Regions from separate parts of the Anas platyrhynchos genome. Here region 2 is linked to region 1. The links are chromatin contacts, called in public Hi-C maps. All regions are on one chromosome and are shown on one strand. Each heading gives the region's core, a stretch centred on a gene start, on an enhancer-like site or on the middle of the called end of the contact. The rest is flanking DNA. Distances are from core to core; before and after follow the strand shown.

Region 1 (3,265 bases), core at 104-2,603:
TATAAAAATATAACTAACTCTTTTGAGGGAGTGATTTTTCTCCTAATATTTTTTTAAAATTTCTTTTTTTTTCTACCTATAAATACTTGTACAGTTGGAATATTAATATATAACTCCGGCGGTAGAGCTCGGCGCCAGGCGATGTTCACTTCAAAGCCGTGTTTTGTATTTAAGGGACTGCTCCTCGTTTTGTATCATATGCAACAGGATGTTTGACTTGGATGGGGGCTGCTCTTCCCGTCCGTGTAATTAATAAAGTACTAACGATAGCTGCTGGCTGGTGCTGGGGGGGTGCTGCTGGCCGATTCCCCAGCCCCGGGACCTCGTGGGGCTGGGCACTGCTTTCACCTGGTGGCTGGAGCCATCAGGCCCCACATCCAACATTTCGGCAGAACGAGGCCAAAGAAGGCACCCGAGAGCAGCCGTGAATTGGGCGGCAGGAGCCGAGCCCCCCATGGGGAGCTTGCTGCCCCCTAAGCCCCCAGACCCACACGAGCACCATGGTGGCAGCGAGCAGCTGACCTCGAGGTGCTCGGGCCCTTCGTGGCACAGCCACTGCCCGCTGCAGGGGAAGATCTGACAGGGGAGATGTGGAGATCCCCTGGGGTGTCCTTGTGCCACCGGGCAGCATCAGGCGGTGCTGGTGGGTGGCACTGCCAGCACGGAGCTCCTCTGGGACTGCTCCGACTGCCTGGCCCGCAGGCAGCCCTTCAGCTGCTCCTGGAAGGGGGCAGTGGTGATGGTGTAGAGGATGGGGTTGAGGGCGCTGTTGATGGGCAGGATGAAGATGACCACCCAGGAGGTGACGGTGCCTGCGTGCCACCAACGAGGACATGGCGTTAGGCGGCAAGGGGCCCTGCCTAGGGGAACCCACCCATGCCACAGATGGGGGCAGTCCCAATTCCAAGCTCATGGCCATGGGGGGGGGTCACAACTGCTGCTCTCTGGGGAGCTTCAGGGGGCCAGGGTCCACTCTGGGACGGGTGATGCTCACCCCCTGCACTCAGACACCCACCCTTGGCAGCACCCACACCGAGGGGCCCCCACCCAGGGGCTCTGGGCTGACAGCGGTGGGCCTGGGTCCTTCACCTGGTATTTCCACCTGCAGCAGGGAGAGCAGCTTGAGGAGGAAGATGGGTATCCAGCAGAGCGCGTCGGTGATGACGATGAAGAAGAAGCGCTTTGCGATGGCGACTTCTCGGGAGCAGATGCTCCGCGGGGCCGTCCTGGAGGCGGTGACGCGGATGGAGTAGAACATGCCGGTGTAAGCGAAGACGATGGTGATGAAGGCTGCGAGGTTCAAGCCTGGAGAGGAAGAGGTTTCCCTCCGAGCACCTCGGCTGGGCTCGTGGTGCAGCAGGACCGGTCCCACTCCCCACTAGAGGGGGCAGAGGCAGCTCCGCAGCCAGGGCTCGCCCCAAACCCGGGCGCACTGAGCCACCCCCTGCCACTGGGACCCCGTCCTGCCCCTCTCCATCCCCGTCCCTGTCCCCATCCGGAGGGGCTCACCCAGGTAGATGGTGGTGGAGTAGCCCCTGGCGCTGGGCCGCTCGCCCAGGTCGGACTGCAGCGGGAAGCAAACCCCGTTCCGGCCGTAGTAGTTGCCAAAGGACTCCTTGCACCACAGGGGGACGAGGCTGAGGGAGAAGCCCAGGAGCCAGATGGCAGCCAGCACCGAGACGGTCTGCCTCCTGCCCGCCCGGTGGTGGCTGAAGGGGAAGACGATGGAGAAGTACTTCTCCAGGGTCATGTAGGTCAGCAGCAGGACGGACACCTCGGAGGACAGCATGGCCAGGCTGCCCAGCAGCTGGCACTGCAGGCTGCCCATCCAGCCCTGTGCGTGCTTGTTGTACTCGCCCGAGTACTTGAGGTCGAAGGCGCCGATGATGAAGAGGTAGATGCCCATCAGCCCGTCTGCACCTGGGGGGAGGCAAGGCAGGGTGAAGGGGCAGCTGCAGGGGGCACTCAGTGCCCTGCTGGGCCACGAAGCCACCGCAGAGCTGCTGTGGGCACGTGTTAGAAGAGCTGCCCCACGGCACCACAGTGCTTATAAGCACGGGTAGGAGCCGAGATGTGCCAGGAGCACACCTGGCAAAGGCATAAAAAGAAAGCTGGGCAGCAACGGACCCTGGCCATGCTGGTTTGGGGTGGTGTGAGCTGGAGAGCCCCCCCCGTGCCCTCCCCACCACTCCCAGCTCACAGCACAGGGATTTGATGGCCATGGCGTGCTGGCTGTTCTCCGCGGCCACGAGGGAGCGCATACAGATGACGAGGAGGTTGCCCAGGCAGGTGACGCAGGCGATGACCCAGACGAAGACGCGCAGGATGATGTTGGCCAGGAGGTGCTCGAAGGAGGAGATGCCGTCGGTGTTGGGCTTGCAGCTGCGCACGTGGGGCGCGGAGCTGCAGTACTGGAACTTCTTGAAGTAGCTGCTGGGAGGAAGGGGCTGGCTGCCACCCGGCCGGCCTGCACGGCCCTCCTGCTGCCACAGCCACCTCCTCCAGCACACCCAGTGCTCGTCCCTGCCTGCATGGAGCAGGGCCAGCCGGACCCTCCCGTCACTAGCCACGAGCCTCGGAGCTGTCACTGAGCAGGGACAGGACAAGGGGACAGGACGCAGGAGGTGGCACACAGCCCTCTGCGGCAGCACCCAGGACAGGGGAGGAACGTGCAGAGAGGAGCGGAGCTGACCAGGGGTGTAGGTTGCAGTGTCTGCACTCTGGTTTGGACACCAACTAAGCAACAGCCCCAATCCTTTGCAGAACAGGCAGGAGGCACCCCAATGCTTTCCTGGATCGAGCACGGCACAACCACGCTTGTACCTGTCACTGTTAGCTAATAGAGAGGAGTGTTTTCCTCCAGCCCTGCCGCTCACAAACATTTAAAAACCATTCCCTTGTTCAGGTCTCTCAACTTCCATTAGCAGGGATTCAGATTTTCCCCCTGCATATTATTTCAGATTAATCTTCTCAAGCCTTATAAAAGCAATCCCTTACAAGCTGAGTAAAAACTCCGCATTAGGAAATGACTACAAAACTGCAATGCAAGGCTCGTTTCTGCTTAATTATAGATAAAAGGGGAGAAAATGATTGCTTATTAGCAAGTCAGGTAGAAAATGTACCGTATTTACAGTCCAAACAGACCAATTACAGAAAGGAAGAGGTACGGTTGTCTTTCATTACAGGTACTCTAAAATGTGCATCTGGAGATAATTAATGATTTTTTTTTTCCTATCCTTCCAAAGCAGAGCCCCAGCACTCCCAG
Region 2 (3,395 bases), core at 335-2,834, 50 kb before region 1:
CACCAGTGGGGTCTGTGTCCTGTACCACGCAGCAGAATACCCGCTCTGGGACGTGCTGTGTGCTGCTTTCCCAGTGGATCCAGTGCTCAGTAGTTATTCTGTCCAAGCATGATACCCCTGGTATGTTGGAGAAGGGTCCTAGATTTAAAATTGCTTGGATGCTTTTGGGATGACTGGGTCAAAAGAAGCTACACAAGTATGCAGAAGACTCCGTGGTTTGTCTCCGGGCCCTGGGAAGGAGACAGCTTTCTCGTGTTTGCACTCACTTCTATTTTTTTTCTGGAGGAAGTGGGAAGAGGACTTCATGCCACAGAGCAAAGTGTGAAGTGAGCTGCTGGCTGTGCCACTGCTCTGGCAGCACAGAGCTCAAAGCTGCGTGGCTGTCACGCTTTCTGGAGGGACTTTTTCTGTTATTATTATTATTTATTTATTTATTTTTATTTATTTATTTATTTATTTATTTATTTTTGAGGGTTCCTCCATTGCTGTCTTGAGAGCAACTTCCAGCAGCCTGTTTGCCACCCGGTGCGCTGTGTGCGCAGAACTGGGCACTGGTTGTGGTGCACAGCGTGGCCCCTGGCCCGAGAGCCCTGCTGGAAAGAGTGACAGATCCGAGAGGAAAGCAGACAAAAGGGAGCCCAGAGAGCTCTGCTCCCCTCCAGGCATCCTTCCTGTGAGAGCTGGCCTCGCGCCCGGCACGGGCTGCGAAGGAAGCGATGGATGTGTCTGCACCAAACCCCTGCAGATGGGCAGGGGAGCCGGGTACCCCCACATTCGTGCCCCCACCCACCTCCTGGCCTGGCAGAGCGCTTTGCAGGCACCCAGGATGCAGGATCCCCTGCTCCTGTGGGAAATCCCACGGGAAGCACTGGGAAGCTCTGGGGTGCTCTGGGGAGCCGGCGAGGGGCAGGTGGGAGGCTGCCGGGGCTGTGCTAAAATCGGTGGCTTGTCACGGGGGGCTGGGTCCCCCCGCTGTCCCGCGGTGAGATCCGGGTGCCTGAGCCCTGCTGTCAGCCCGGCCTTGCTTGTTCTGAAATAATCTCATAAATCACAACCCGGTGTTTTTTTCCTGGTGTGCACACGAAGGCTTATTCCAGCCTGCAGGCTGTGTACCCAACGCCCGACTGCTTGCACAGGACTTTGTGGCACTTCCTTTTATTATGGTCTTTCTTGCAAACAAATGCTAAGCTTACACAAATGTTTGCAGGAGGAAGACAAGGAGCTGTGAATAGCTGTGAATAGAGTCAAAATGAATGGCCGGGCCATGTTTGGTGACTGTTTTTTTCTTCCCCCCCCCCCAGTTTTCTCCCAGCTGGGGTGGCTGCCGCAGGCTCACCGCGGGGCCCCTCTTGCAGGGGACCCAGGGAAGCACCCCCAGGGCGCTGGGGAAGGTTTGTCCCGGGGGGGGCAGAGCTGCTGGGAGCCCTCTGCGAGCGCCTCCGTGACTGCTCCTAACGAGCTGGAGCCGGGGCCGGAGTGAAAATCGAAACCAGCTGGGGTTGGGTTTCCAACGCCCTCCGTGCGCCTTTGACAGCGGTGGCTCCGGGGCCGTTCCTTTTCCCTCTCCCCCCGGCGCAAACACCGCCGGCGGCTTTTCAAACCCGCATCCTTCGGGGAATTTCATCGCGATCCGCGACCAACTGCATAACGGTGCAGGGTTTGAATCGGCGTCCCGCCCCCGCGGGCAGGGCTCCCTGCCCGGCCCTCCCCCGGCTGCCTGCGCCGAGCCCTGCCCGCAGCCGCTGCCTGCCCGCGGCTCTGCCGCACCGGCACCCATGGGTGCTCCGCGCCAAGCTCGCCCCGGGCCCGGGGGTCTCCCCGCGCTCTAGCGCCCGGCGAGCGCCGCGCCTGCCCCGGGCAGCCGGCACATCATGCCCCTGCTGGATTTTTTCTGGGCTTGCTTCAAAAGAGCCAAGGTAAGCAGCTGCCCTTTACGCAGCGCCGGGGGCGCGCTCCCCGCTGGTCCCCAGGGAGAGCTGCCCCAAGGCCAGGCCGGGACAGAGCGGGGAGGTGGCACCGGTGCTGCCCGGTGCGTGCCATGGGGAGACCTCGTGCCCGTGACACCCGGGGCGAGGAGGGTTTGGGATGTGCCCCATGGGGACTGGCTCAGCGGTGCCACTGGGTGCTGGGTGTGTGTGTGTGCTGCTGGCTCGGTGCCTTCCCTGCCCGCTGTGGGTCTGCGGGACGTGGCAGCAGAAGGTTCGAGTTCCTCTCCCTCCGTTCTCCCCATGTCCAGGCTCGTTGCAAACCGCTGGCAATATCAAGCGATCCCTCTCTGCTGTAATCCCGAGGTGCATTCCTTCCCCCTTCCCTAATTTTTTGGTAGGCAGCTGCTTCTGAGCTGTTATTGATAAGTAGAACAAATCTCTTCCCTCTCCTTAACTTGAGCACTCGCGGCCAGAAACCTTTCCTCCGCCTGGGTCAGGTCCTGCCTGTCCATGGGGTCGTGGCTGCAGGAGGGCAGCGCACGCCTCTTTGTGCACACGCGTGTGGCACCGGCCCTGCTTCCATGGGGAGCCCTGGTCCGTGCCTGCAGCCCTGGGGCTGTCCTGCTGCATGCAAGGAGCTCACCTGGAGGCCTGGGTTGTGCCAGCGGGGCCATGCACGGGGCTGTTTTTGCCTCTGGCCATGCCAGCCTGAACGCAGGGCGGCTGAGAGCGGGATGGCGGAGCAAGGATGGGGGCCGGAGGCCCCGGGTTTTAATTTCCTGCAGCAGTCGTTCCGTGGCATCTGGCATTTTTCATCTGGGCTTAAAGCACAAAGCTCTGTTAGCCCATCCCTGCCTGTTGTGTTCTGTTGCGTCACAGCCTGTGTGAGGTGTGGGGGGTAGGTTTTGGGGGTACCGTTAGCACCAGGTTGGAAAAAGTACAAAAATCACTGCAGCAGGCGAGGGTCTGCAGGGGTGAAGCGCCTGTGGAATGCAGGCTCTTCCCCGGGGGTTTCAATACAAAGCTCAGAATAGTTAAGTCTAAAAATAACATTTGTGCAATTCATTAATAATATTAATAGCTGTCTTGTCCCTGCTGTCTCCAGAGAGCTTAGCACATCCTCGTTAACCCTCCTTGTCCCTGCAAGCTGTTGTCATCATCATCGTGCTGGCAGAGATGCTGTGGCAGGGACCAGGGCGCGTCCCCTGCAGCGTGTCCCAGCTCCATCCCGGCTCCATCCCAGCTCCATCCCTCAGTGCTGGGCCCACCCAGCACCCACCCGCAGCCTTGTGCCCGATGAAGGCTCCCATTGCCCGGCTGGGGTGGCACCTGGGGGTCGCTGTGGGACACCTCCTGTCCTTGCTGCCCCCAGCTACCTGCTGTGGGGAAAGGAAAATCCTCACGGAGAGGTGTAAGCAGCACGGAGCTGCCCTGGCAGTGAGTGGTGCTGGGGTGGGAGCTCCCCAG

Evidence for each region. A called contact is a pair of places that touch in the nucleus more often than the background predicts.
Region 2: a contact with region 1 is called in a Hi-C map of skeletal muscle, with 2.1 times the contacts expected there. The contact joins the promoter of STARD8 here to the enhancer-like site in region 1. A contact is called at or near these places in 4 of 8 Hi-C or Micro-C datasets (liver, skeletal muscle and subcutaneous adipose tissue).

Annotation. Positions count from the first base shown.
Region 1 is chr10:24,349,364-24,352,628 of IASCAAS_PekinDuck_T2T, reverse strand. It overlaps STARD8 (StAR related lipid transfer domain containing 8), which reads left to right. Exons shown (of 15, transcript XM_072042822.1): 15 at 1-269. LOC119717855 (relaxin receptor 1-like) reads right to left here. Exons shown (of 18, transcript XM_038184263.2): 15 at 2,201-2,433; 16 at 1,510-1,920; 17 at 1,090-1,305; 18 at 229-812. The coding sequence ends at 631. Among named protein-coding and RNA genes, the nearest start is that of STARD8, 50 kb to the left of the region's middle. Within about 2 kb of position 1,353, at least 1 of the 8 cell types and tissues checked has an H3K27ac peak or open chromatin away from gene starts, as enhancers often do. A contact at or near this core is called in subcutaneous adipose tissue, where this site is marked.
Region 2 is chr10:24,399,642-24,403,036 of IASCAAS_PekinDuck_T2T, reverse strand. It overlaps STARD8 (StAR related lipid transfer domain containing 8), which reads left to right and starts at 1,584. Exons shown (of 15, transcript XM_072042822.1): 1 at 1,584-1,916. The coding sequence starts at 1,872.